Linked DNA regions of Zea mays: region 1 is linked to region 2. A link is a contact called in public Hi-C data. All regions are on one chromosome and are shown on one strand. The core of a region is the stretch at or near the end of the contact, and the rest is flanking DNA. Distances in the headings are between cores, read along the strand shown. Region 1 overlaps LOC100193062. Region 2 has its middle 41 kb from the start of LOC103655549.

Region 1 (6,162 bases), core at 953-3,452, 530 kb after region 2:
GACAAACTTCTTAGGAAACATGTGCATGCGATTATTTTGATAATTATTTTTTTATCAGTTATGATAAGTGTTAGCAAATCTTTTTATATCTGACGGGTACCCGATACCCGCCCGATACCCGATGGGTATGGGCACGGGCATAAAATTTTACCCGCGGGTATAGTTGCGGGCGGGCATGAGTAATCCCCGCGGGTATGATCGCGGGCGGGTATTTTTCCTACCCGATCCGAACCAGACCCATTGCCATCCCTAATGGCACAGGATCGAATGTCACATCTTTACTATATAATAGGAGTTCTGTACAAAATAAATAAATATATACATTATAAGGAGACGATGGTCCAGCAACCCAAAGTTGACTGGGAGACGACGACCTAGATCTCTCACGAACACATCACAACATTCTCCAAGCACCTCATCCTGTGGTACATGTTCTTCACCTGTGGGGGTGTGAGACAGCAAGAGTGAGCTCACATACGTTCTTAGCTCAACAAGTTGTGGGGAATAATGTGCATGAACTCGCCAAAGGTGGGAGCTCACGTGAAGTGTAAGGCTTACCAAAGAGGATGGCTGAAGCTGAGCATAGCTTTTAAAGTTGGTCAAAATTTTATTAGTAATTACTAAGTATAAGTAAATACCAACCCAATTAAGTAGTAGTACAAAAGTAATAACAACACCTGCGATGCAATGCATATGACAAATTTAATTTAAGTTCCATAAATTAATCATGTGAGTGTCCGAGCTGCTCATGCCCGTGAGCACGGCTAGTATACCAGTTTTACACTCTGCAGAGGTTGCGCATCTTTACCCACAATTCATGTTACCCATTTGCCAAGAGACGGCCAATCCCATATACCTCTACCAAGGAGGCGAGGCAGGGTAACACTACGAGGCCTTTACAAAGTTCCACTAGCTTCCAAAAACCTGCTATAGTTTATAGGAAGCTCCATTGCAGGAATACCTCGCGTGATCGCCATCGCAGCAAAATCAACTCGAGGACCTCCCTACACTTACCACTCCCCTACTGCCCTTGCCCCTTTCAGGTAAGGTAGTCTTCTACTAGCTTTCCTAGTTAGTTAGCCAAGGGCGTCCCATTAAACCCTTATGGTAGCACTATTTTCCCGGGTGGTTCTCCATGTTCCCATTAACATAATGATCTTATCATGAACAGTAAATAATAAACATATAATAAAAAGTGTAATCATGAGTAATAAATATCTCTATACCCAAAACCACATAAAGCAATAGCATGTACTACCAAAAAAATTAGTAGTAAAATCAGTGGTGAAACAAGGTATAAAGATAGTCAAAATCTAGGGTAACCTATTGGGTCCCATCAAAATTAACCTATGCAGATCATTATGATTAATAAGAACATGACTGGGTAAAAAGAAGTGATCAAGGGCACAACTTGCCTGGCACTTAAGATTCCAGGTACCAACTTGCTCTTTAGGTGGCTCATAACCTCGCGCTAGTCGTAGCAATACAAACAAACATGGTATAGGCAGAATTAACATCACACCAAACATAAGAATAAACTGCGTAATAATATTCTATGCGTTGCTACGAGATCGTAGAAACAAAAACCATTAAATTCGGAGCTACGGTTATTATGTTATGAATTTCCGAAATTATTTAGTGCTTAGAATAGATTAATCCTAATGAACAATTTTAATTCAAGTTTCATGGTTAAACAAAGGTACTAGGTGATAAAAAATATTAATACAAAATTATTGCAACTGGAATGACTCAATTTGGAGTTAAAATGAATTTACTATGAATTTCACAAGTTCTAGAATTATTTTTGTGCTTAGAAAAGTATTTTCTATATTGTTTTTCCTACTTTCCTAAGTCACTGGACTAGGCGCATAATTATCAGAAACTACAGGGGCTAACTAGCAATGTTTCCCCAGACTCAGGATTCCCCACAGTGTGGACTGCAGGTTGTTTATAGGGTTCTATGGGGTCTTTTCAGTAAACTTGCCACGACGAAAAGGGTACGGGATAACCAGATCCGGCCGATCCAGAACCGAGGGCCCATATCAAAAGCCATCACATAATTGAACCGGTACGCAATATTAACCATCAGATAGAGATTCGATGGCCAGGAACCAATGTAACCGAACAGTTATTCTATGATCTATTCTCGACCGTTCGATACACAACTAGCGGCTGCGATCACACCGAATGACGGGCTATGTTGTAATCGAATCCTAACCGTCCACATCAGTTTGATGGCCCAGATTGAATGAGGTCGCAATCTAATCCTGATCGTCGCTTACGAATCCAACGGCCCTAGGGCTTTCTTCCACCACCCGACCGAGGCCGAGCAGTGGCATCCCAGCCCAAGCCAGGGAGCTCACCGGAGCACCCCAATATAGCATTCCCGGGCATGATTAACCCTATGGCAGGTCAAAAATTAAAGCGGGCATCAATAGCGAAGCAACCGGGAAGGAGCTCACCGTGGATGACGTGCACAGGAGCATCGTCCATGACACAGGGCGGCCCGCGGCGGCGTTATGTCGACGACGAGCAATTGCGCCAAATCCGAAGCTTCCCCATGGATGCCGATGCTTTGTATATCTTCTACTCAACCTAGTGATTCCCCAGAGCCACAAATCCAGCCCCGAAGACGCCCCTTTCAACGAGATTATGCGCGGCGCGGTCAGGGGATCCTCCTTGAGCGAGTTCCCAGCTCGTGGTGCTTTCCGTGATGAAGATGACGAGGGGAAAGGGGCAGGGCGCTTCAGGATTTATATCTGCTAGCCCCGAAATTCGAGCGAGAAAACCACCCGCGAGATCGTCGGGCACTCGGCCATGGCGACCCTGGTTTGTTCTGCCATGGGGATTCTGTTACGATGAGACTAAGCTGACTTTAGGGGTCCACTCGTCGGTGATCGAAGGTGGATGCAGCATGCCCAGTGAAGCTGAACAGCGGGACCCGCGCGCCAGAGGTAGTGGGGATTAACCTGCGCGCGCGAGTTGGCTGCAGTGTGGGATTTAGTGGGCTGCGGTAGGGTTTCGGCCCGAGGCGAGTTTTCTTTCTTTTCTTTTTATTTTCCTTTTCTATTTCCATTTCTATTTCCTATTTTCTATTTCAAATAAATTTGAATCTGAGTTAGCATTTTAAATATAAACAAAACAAGAGACCCAACATGATGCAAGTATAGAATATATATATATATATTATTTTACTTGTCTAAGCAAATGCTTCAAAACATGTAGACTTAATTAAGAATAAATCACACAATTAAATCATTAAGGACCCTTTTTCATATTTTTTAATAAAATAAGTGAGCACTTTATTCAAAGTTAAAAGTTTATTGTCTATTTATTTAAAAAATATCTTCAATATGCAACACACGCCTGGCTTCGTATGCAGTCAAGCTAAAAGTTTATATAAAAAAAATAGTGTTTATCCCTTATTTATTTTTTTATTTATTTTATTATTTTTTATATATAAATTTTGGGCTTTACATCAGGAGCAACCCTGTGGGTGTGGCAGAGGGGCGACCGCTCCGGGCCCCCGATTTCAAAAGGCCCAACCCTAAATATATACTTATATTGTCTAGACTATAACTTTATGGCATAATAGTTCAACAGTATAGTATTGAAGAGTTGACAACTACGATATATTCATATCTAGATCATATTCAAACATGTTAGAATAAAATTTTAAGATTATACTGTAATATGTACTTATTTATTTATTTGTTATTTAATATGAATATTTTTAGATATATATATTGGATAACATGTATATATAAAAAATAATTAGAAAGGCCTCTAGTTTAAAACTTGCCTCGGACCGGGCCACTAAAATGTAAGACCGCCACTGCTCCTCGTGCTTTGGCGAGCGGCTCAACGAGCTTGCGGTGCGCGCCATCCAGGACGTCGAGTGCAAGTGGCTGCTCTACATCTCCCAACAGATGAGAGCGTCTTCTTCCCGTTCATTACCAGGCACACTTTCCGCGCCCGCCTGCAGACTATGAATGAGTCCCCCCATGCCGCTGTCCGCTACCAATTTTTAGGGAAATTAAAGGAAGCTATTGGAGTAGAGACTTCTTTAGGTACTAAAGATTTTTTTGGAAGACCCAATCCGTAGGTATAGGGATATTAACTTGAGCGGTTGGAGATGCTCTAAGGTACTCACATTTTCATGGCAAGATGAAGTCACACGCTAGCGAGACTCATCAATCCACTGCAGGTGCCAATGTGCCATCAGCTTAATGGTTTGGGCAGAAGAAGGAAAAGATTTCTCGAAGACTTCAACATTTCACATTTGAGTATGAATAGAACTGCTCTTTAGCAGGCGCTATCGTCAGAAATTGATGTGCTACATAGAAATACTAATGTTCAGCCCATGCTATCGTGCTTGATCAACATACAAGTCTGGGTGCGCTATTCCACATCCATCTGGGATCAGCTCCCAAAAAAATTGGGTGGATCCATCAAATAAGATTCAGATAAGACCTCTCCTGGCCGTGGAACGTGAAAAATAAATCTCCAACCATGGTCCAGTGTTATTGCCCAAATAAACTAGAAATAGCCGTCAGATATCCAGCTAGCTGCAGAAATGGATGAGCACACGATCACATATCAGTAGCGCGAAACAGCAGTAATTAACATTCTGGTTTCTAAGTAAATAATTATCTAGTATCAGACATTACTGCTGTCCATTTTAACATTTCCAAGCTATGTTTATTGGTTATGGTAAAAGTTTGTATATATTAAAAACTGAATTTCTACTACATTTGGTTTATGTACCTGCCCTAAGATGTCCTTTCCTGTCTGAGCCTCCACTAGCAATCCAGCCGTGAGTCCTATCACTGCCAATGCCCCGTTGATCGCTTCTGCTTGACGGCGCCTCTACACAACAGACCAGTGATTCGGATCAAATTTGAAGAGTAAGAAAACACAATGAAGCATCAATATATAATATAGACTGATATTGGGATTCAGAGGGGAGTGCAGCAGATGATGTTCTCCAGGACAAACAGACACCAATTAATGGATGATTAAATAACTATTTGTTAACAGAAAGTGGAGACCATACATTAGTGAAATAATAAAATAAACATATATGTTTCACTAAATGAATTTCAGCATCTCTCTTATGAGCTATAATTTCCACCACAGGTAGATTTTTTTAATTTAGGGTGCATTTGACACCTAGGAACCGTTCCGATTCAGCTCCGGAACACAAAATTACGACCAAACAAATACTACAATGGTGTTTCTCGTTCTCATATTGCAGGACAGCATGAACAGGGAAAAGCCTAGTTCTGTTTCCAGTTTTCTGAAACAACGATTCAGCACCAACAATTGGCCCAAACAAAAGGTATATGTTTTCCACTTTTCCTTACTACGAAGGTTCCATCTATTAGCATATATGATTGATTATTTGATTTAGTCTAAGGAATGATACACTCCAATACAGCAACAATGCACCTTCAGCTTTTCTTTGGCCCTAATTTCTTGCATTTGTTTAGCAGCTAGGCGCTTAGCTTCCAGTGGATCAACCATCACAACATTCTCACCTGAGCTTCTTTTGCCTTGTGGTGCCTGATTCATTTGAAAAAAAACCCAGTTCAGCTACCAAGAGAGGATGCATTATATAGAATAAGGATTCAGCAACTGGCACTAAATAAAGTTGAATAACTTTCTCCAGAACCTGGGATATTATAAAGCATAAAGTGAAGAGTACTAAGCAATTATGGTGTCCTGGTTGGGATATAGGAATATGAAATTGAGCTTAAACTTGTAAAAAAATCACATAAAGTTATGCTCAACAAACATTATTAATTTCATATCCGACCAACCCTAAAAAAATAGATGGTATGCTCAAAAAGCCTGATGCATACATCTGCACTAGCAAAGGCCAGAACGTGGCTTCTCCGATATATTGTATGTCCCAATTGCTTGTATTGGATCGTCCATCTATGAGAGAAAAGTAATATAACTCAGAGGTCAGTAAAGTTGTAATGCGAGTACTATTGATGTCACTAATCAAAACCAGAATTAGCTATTATTAGTAAACTAAGAGCATGTTTGTTTAGGATTATAAAAAAACAAGGAGACTCTCAATTTTGGCGAGGCCTCATGGACTGTAAGCAGGAATATTGTAAAAACAGAAAAATGGAAATTGGAAATGGTGTCTCT
Region 2 (6,567 bases), core at 1,902-4,401:
GTCTTAAATATTATTTAGAAGCCCTGGGTAAAGTTTGGCATGATTTGGACCATGTTTGGTACCTAGAACCCAAAACCCTAGTCTTCTGCCTATGAACTTCACTATTGACTCCGAAAACCCTAGTTTCCTGGAGATCCGTGAAGGAAAATTATATTCAAGACATTAGATAATATAATTTTATTGTCTTTGCATTTTCATGAGCATTACATGAGCATTGATGATTATATATGCTATATATAGAAAACGAGGAAGATATGGAAGTTGAAGAAGCAAGGGCTACACCACCTGAAGAACCTCAGGCAGGGAACTGCTTTTATTTTGACATCTGTGGAGCAGAGCCTGACTCACCTATAACACAAGGCAAGCCCCGGTGCATTTGCCACCTCCTTGTTATTTTAAAATCTTTCTCACTTGCTTGATGCATTAGGTGATAGGAGTGTGTGCTAAACCAGTTGCTGCATTTCCTTCCTTGAGGATTTGATTACTTTTCCTTAATCCCCTGTTTTACAAAAAGGTTTTTCTTATGCTTAGCTTTGCTCTAGAAAAACAAAATGTTTTGTTTTGACAAAAGATGATGCTTCAAGTGGGTGGGGTGTTTTCAAAAATAAAACTTGATGGTGGATCCATCATGGCCATGATGGGTTGAACATCAGAAAAGATGTACCTCTACCAGGTACCAAACTTTGGGTTTGAAATGATAAAGCTGAGACCGGGCGAGTGACTTGCACGAGAGGAGAGTCTCGGTGTAGTGTCTCCGTCTGAGTCGATTAAGGACCGTCTCGATGTAGGCTTGATGATCGAGGACCTTTTAACTGGTCACATGCCTCGTCATGGGTAAGCTTTGCCTCGGGCAGACTAATACCAGAATAAGATAACACGCAATGGGAGTGAAGAGATGGTGACAGTAGCGTGTACCCTCCTTGGCAAGAGGCTGGACGATGGTGTATTTGTGCTCTCGGTTGGCGTGAACCTGATCTGGTCTTAAGAACCCCGGTGGCGAGTTGACATATGCAAGGGTTAAGTGCTACATATGTCGTGTGATCGAAGATCCCCAGCTGGCTATTAATCGATTCGTTTGGATCGCCGTTACTTCTCGAACATGAAGACTTGGTCATTGCCCTACACGTAGCAATCCAGTGAACAAGAAGGGTTAATAAGAAATTGGCTAGTATAGGTCAAGTGCTTGAACTAGGGTAGAAAGAACTCTAGAACTCAGGTAATGACTCAACTTGCTAATAAAACTAGACTTTTAAGGATCCACTATTAGTAAGCATTTCTACAAACAGAGCCTTGATTATTGATAAGCCATACCTTGATTCCCAAAGGCCAGCATATCCTTGAGAGTCTTTTTATTTTGACGGGTAAGACTTGCGAAAGTACACTTCGTACTCAGGGCTTTGTCCCATGTTGTTTTAGTTGAGGAAGCAGCAAGTTTTTGTTGCTTTTGTTCCAAGGTGGTGCCAAAGGAAGAAAACCAAGACTGAAGCCTCGAGAGGAAGTGTCCTCCTTTAAGAAAAACTTTTTACTGTTTATCGGGAGGGGTTTTTGCCTCCCAAGTTATGTAATAATATTACTCCAGCACTCTTATATTTGCTCTGGTCTGTAATAATACTACTCTTTCTATACTTTAATATAAAATAAGTTGTTGTAACTTCTTCCACATATTCGTACCTTCGATGTGTTGTAATATCTACGTGACTGGTGAAACGCTCTTGGGCAAGGTAAAGAATACAGATACAGAACTTGTCAAGTGATCAGGTGCACCTACAGGGTTGTTTGAGGTCCGTTGGACAAGGACAACTGTAGGTGGGCCTAATGACTTGACAGGTTCTGTCACATATATAAATAAATATATCCTTTCCATACTAGTATTTTTAATTTGCACATTTAATCTAAGTATGAATTTTACAACAAATTTGAAATCTAAATCTAAAAATAGAAAGAAAAGAAATCAGAAAAGGAAAAAGAAAAACTGAGAACTCCACTTGGGCCACATCCGGTCGGCCGGCCCAACTGGCTAGTCTTTCGCACGGCCCAGCTAGCCCGACTGAACAGCGCGCTCCTAGCACCTGCACTGACTGGCGAGCCCCACTCGCCAAGTTCAACCGCGCACTGACGTATGGGCCAGGTCTGTCAGCGCCTGCGCCATCCGTTGCCTAAGCTCTCTGTCCACCGGGTCCCACACGTCATCCATCAGCTGCGACCGGGTCTCCGTGTCCGCATCGCCGGTGTTGTGGGCGTTATAACCGCCGTTCCGCAGTTCCAGCTGGCATAACCGTCGGGCGAGATCCTCTTGCCATTGGCTTCGCCGCAAGATAAGTGGACGACCCCCTCTCCTCTTCTCCTCATTTCACCAATTAGCGTCGTGCGGAGGGACTGAGAGAAATAGAGCGCCGGTGCCACCGTCGCTGCGCTTGGGTTTTGCCGTTATTGCGACCTCGAATCCAGCCAACAGAGTTCGCCGCAGCGCGTAGAGCAAGATTATATCGGTGTTGGGCATGGAGTAGTACCCATTGGGTGTCAATTCCTCGTCGGCGTCGAAGCAAAGCCCCATCTGCATGTTGCTTGAATTCACCTCCACCCGGGATTCCTGGTATGGGCCTCTACTCGATTCGTCGTTCATCTAAGAATCAAATGGCGCTTCTCGCCTCGTGCTCTGTACCAGAATAGCTGCGACCACCACGCTGATTGGCGCCGTTGGCTGGGCCATTAGGGGACAGGGCCCATGCGTTAAAACCCGCGGTAGAAGTTTAGTGGTGGGAGTTCACCATCTTTTCTTTGCCATGAATCGTCTCGCGGGGTGGGGAAATTGGGATCCAGGGTACCGGAACGGGATCTCTGGCCATGGCTCCGCCGTTTGCCGGTGTGCGCCGTCGCCGGTTCGGTTAGCTATGAGGATTTGGGGAGGGTTTTATGCTGGCCCTTGATCTAGATTCAGGTGGCCACGGTTAGATCTTAGGTTACCCCTTCGTTTTAAATCGGGGCCATGGATCTGTGATCATATGGTCGGGAGAGAGTTGTTGTCGCGGGAAATCCTCGGCCATCGATCTTCGTGCGGGCGCTCGGTGTGATAAACCAGTTCACGGAGAGGAATAGATTTAATCTCGGCCGTCGAGTTTCGATCGGACGACCAGGGTTCCAGGATACCCCTTCGGCCAATTCTTTTGCTAAAGACACCCTGATCTTTCTCGATATAAATCCACCGTCTACGTGCAGTGTAGAGTAATTACAATTGAACCATGGATTCTTACAAATCAACCCCTGGCCTTTCACGTTTTTGTGCGCGCGGTCCAAATAAATTGCAGATTTAATAAAATCAACTAGAAAAAGTTTTTTAGTATAAAAATAATTCTAGAAAATTATTTAATTCATAACTAATTCGTTTTAACTCCTTTTTAATCTATTCCAGTTGCAATAATTTTATTTTAATATTGTTTATCACCTAGTAACTCTGTTTTATCATGAAACATAGATTAAATTTGTCCACTTAGTTTATCCTGTATCAACTACTTAAAAACTTCGAAAAATCATAACTTGTTATCCATAACTTCGAATTTAGTGATTCTTGAACCTACAATCTCGTTACGATGCATAGATTATTATCATGCATTATGTTCTGATGTTTGGTGTGATGTTAATTTATGCTATACCATGTTTGTTTGTGTTGCTACGAGTAGTCGAGCAAGTGATCGAGGACCCAGGTGCTCAGCATGTGGAAAATTTTGAGCAGGAGCTCGTTGAAGGAAAGTTATGCCCTTGACCACTTTTATTTACCCAATAATGTTCTCTATAATCATTTTGGCATGCTTAGGCTTAATTTTGATGGGACCCAATAGGTCACACTAGTTTGGTTATCTTTACACCTTGTTTACCCCTGAACTTTTGGATAGTCTTTGCTATTGCTATATGTGGTTTTGGGTGTTAAGATAATTATTACACATGGTCATGATTTATTATTGTTATTCTATTTTGTTCATGATAAGACTATTATGTTAATAGGAACATGGAGCTTAACTTGAGAAACACGTGCCACCACAAGGGTGGAATGGGACGCCCTTTGCTGACTAATTAGGAAAGCTAGTGGAGGTCTACCTTACCCGAAAGGGGCAAGGGAAGTAGGGGAGTTATCGGTGTGGGGAGGTTCTCGGGTTGATTTTGCTGCGATGGCTTTTCAGACGGGGGATTCCTGCATTGCGCTCCCTAGAACTGTAGCGGGTTTTCTGAAGCTAGTGGAACTTTGTAAAGGCCTCGTAGTGTTACCCGGCCTCGCTTCCTGGTAGAGGTGTATGGGATTCATGACCCCTTGGCAGATGGGTAACATGACTTGTGGGTAAAGGGTACAACCTCTACAGAGTGTAAAACTGGTATACTAGTCGTGCTCGCGGTCATTAGCAGCTCAGGACTCTTGCATGATTAATTTATGGAATTAAATTCAATTTGTCATTTGCATCGCATTATGGTTTTATTATTAACTTTGATCTATTACTAGTTTGGTATATACTTACATTTAGTAACTGCTAATAAAATCTGACCAACTTATTAAAAGCAATGCTCAGCTTTAACCCTTATTTGTTGATCAGCCTTACACTTCACATGAGCTCCCACCTTTGGTGAGTTCATGCACATTATTCCCCACAACTTGCTGAGATATGATCTTTTGTGAGCTCACCCTTGCGACATATAAACCCCCCACAGGTGAAGAGCAGGTAGTCCAGGAGGAGGTCTACAACGAGGAGTACGAGATTATCTAGGTGGCGTCTTCCAGTCAGCTTTATGGCGCCAAGGAATAATATTTAGTTCGCTTTATTGTTATCATTTAATTTTGTAAGACACTACCGCTATGTAATAATATTTGTGATATTTATCTCTGCACACTTGGTCATTATATGTGTTGTTCTTCTTTGGCGCACATATGAGACGCACCCGGCTTTACCCCTTAAATTCGAGTGTAACAGAAGTGGTACCCGAGAAAATGTTGACTGTAGGACGAAACCTAGATAGAACTGGTCAAAACCCTTACCTACTTACCTTACTCTGATTCTTTCTATACTTTTCTTGATCATGTCTCACCTTTGGTTGTTCCACTCTGACTATTCTTATCTTTTCTACTCTAGAAAGACAAGAAGGATTTCACACCTTGGAATCCTACATATAAGACCCTCTAAAGAGATAGGGGACCTAAAAAATATATATTTTCTCTATCTAAAATGTTTGGATGTTTGTTCTGATGATAAATGCTTGATTTGATTCTTTGATTGATTGAAATAGTATAGCAGAGCATTCTAGCATGTACCACCATAAGGTAATATATTAGTATTAGTAGGTGACACACTAATCTACTGAACTAATAAAACCCCCAAAAGATCATGTTTCGTAATTACTTGTCTTACCTACAATTCTATCTTACCATATGTTTCTAACTGTGATACCCGGTTTGCAAAGAAGTGAAGTTGGGGGTTATTCTTTTTTTTTGTTTTTTTCTCATTCGGGTGATGCGCTTTGGGGATTTGGAATTTGTGGAAAACATTCACTAGTAAGACAGTATAATTTCTTTGGTTAGACGCTTGCGACGGGGTCGGGAGCTGTCGCGTGGGCGAGTTGGGCCATGAATCTTGATCCGGCCCATTAGCCTCCCCTTAACCCTAGCCGCCCTCCCCCTAATCCCCCCTTGTGCAGCCCCCCCACATTTCCCCTAGCCCTTGGCCGCCCCCCTCCCATCTCCTCCTCCCTCAAACTCTTGCAGCCACACCACCTAACCCTAGCCGCCCCCCATCTCCTCCTCCTAAAGGTGCCATTCCTTGCCGCTTGGATCTTCGTCGCGTGGTGCAAGTCTCCAATTGGTTTTGGTGGAGGGAAGAAGGGAGGAAGGAAAGGGGGAGAATCCAAAGTGATTTTGTGTTTATTTCTTATTTATTTGTGCTGCAATTCAATTGAATAGATGTTGCGTATGCGAATTGGTAGAGGTGCTGTCCAGAAGTTTAGAGGGTGGGCGAACAACAGTAGTTCTACCAGTTTCTAGGAAATTTTTCGTGGGTAATTAGTGATAAACAGTATGAGAATCATGTAGAGCTTTGTCATACCTTTCCAACGAGTACTTATGCGCTCAATTCGGAGTTATAAATTAGGAGATATCGCCGTTTGAACCCGGGTATGTGGCTGTCCAAAGAAACAGATTTCTGCAGGTGGGCGTACAGAAGTAGTATTAGCAGTTTCTGGGGATTTTTCGTGGGTAATTAGTGATAAACAGTATGAGAATTATGTAGATCATTGTCATACCTTTTCAACAAGTACTTATGCGCTCAATTCGGAATTATAAATTAGGAGATATCGCTGTTTGAATCCGGGTATGTTGCTGTCCAAAAAAAAACAGATTACAGAGTTTATCTTGTGGACTATTTTGGGCTAATTAGATGTTGGAATTTAATTATAAACTGTATACAAAACTTGTGGGGAATTTTATGTAGATGCCTCTAGAGTTTTTGTTTGTTACCACTGCTGTCATAATTTTAAAGTTATGAAATTGTTAAGCAGCGCCGCTGCAGTTTGGTGGGTGTGGGGAGAGTTGTT

Evidence for each region. Hi-C and Micro-C count contacts between places; a contact is called where the count stands out from the background.
Region 1: a Hi-C map of ear shows a contact between it and region 2, with 2.1 times the contacts expected there. The contact joins two enhancer-like sites. A contact is called at or near these places in 2 of 25 Hi-C or Micro-C datasets (ear and endosperm).

What each region holds. Positions count from the first base shown.
Region 1 is chr4:140,988,564-140,994,725 of Zm-B73-REFERENCE-NAM-5.0, forward strand. LOC100193062 reads right to left here. Exons shown (of 5, transcript NM_001138228.2): 2 at 5,865-5,940; 3 at 5,452-5,565; 4 at 4,768-4,869; 5 at 4,226-4,568. The coding sequence ends at 4,524. Among protein-coding and RNA genes, the nearest start is that of LOC100193062, 5.1 kb to the right of the region's middle. Within about 2 kb of position 2,203, at least 17 of the 20 cell types and tissues checked have an H3K27ac peak or open chromatin away from gene starts, as enhancers often do. A contact at or near this core is called in ear, where this site is marked.
Region 2 is chr4:140,452,775-140,459,341 of Zm-B73-REFERENCE-NAM-5.0, forward strand. No RefSeq gene overlaps it. Among protein-coding and RNA genes, the nearest start is that of LOC103655549, 41 kb to the left of the region's middle. Within about 2 kb of position 3,152, at least 17 of the 20 cell types and tissues checked have an H3K27ac peak or open chromatin away from gene starts, as enhancers often do. A contact at or near this core is called in ear, where this site is marked.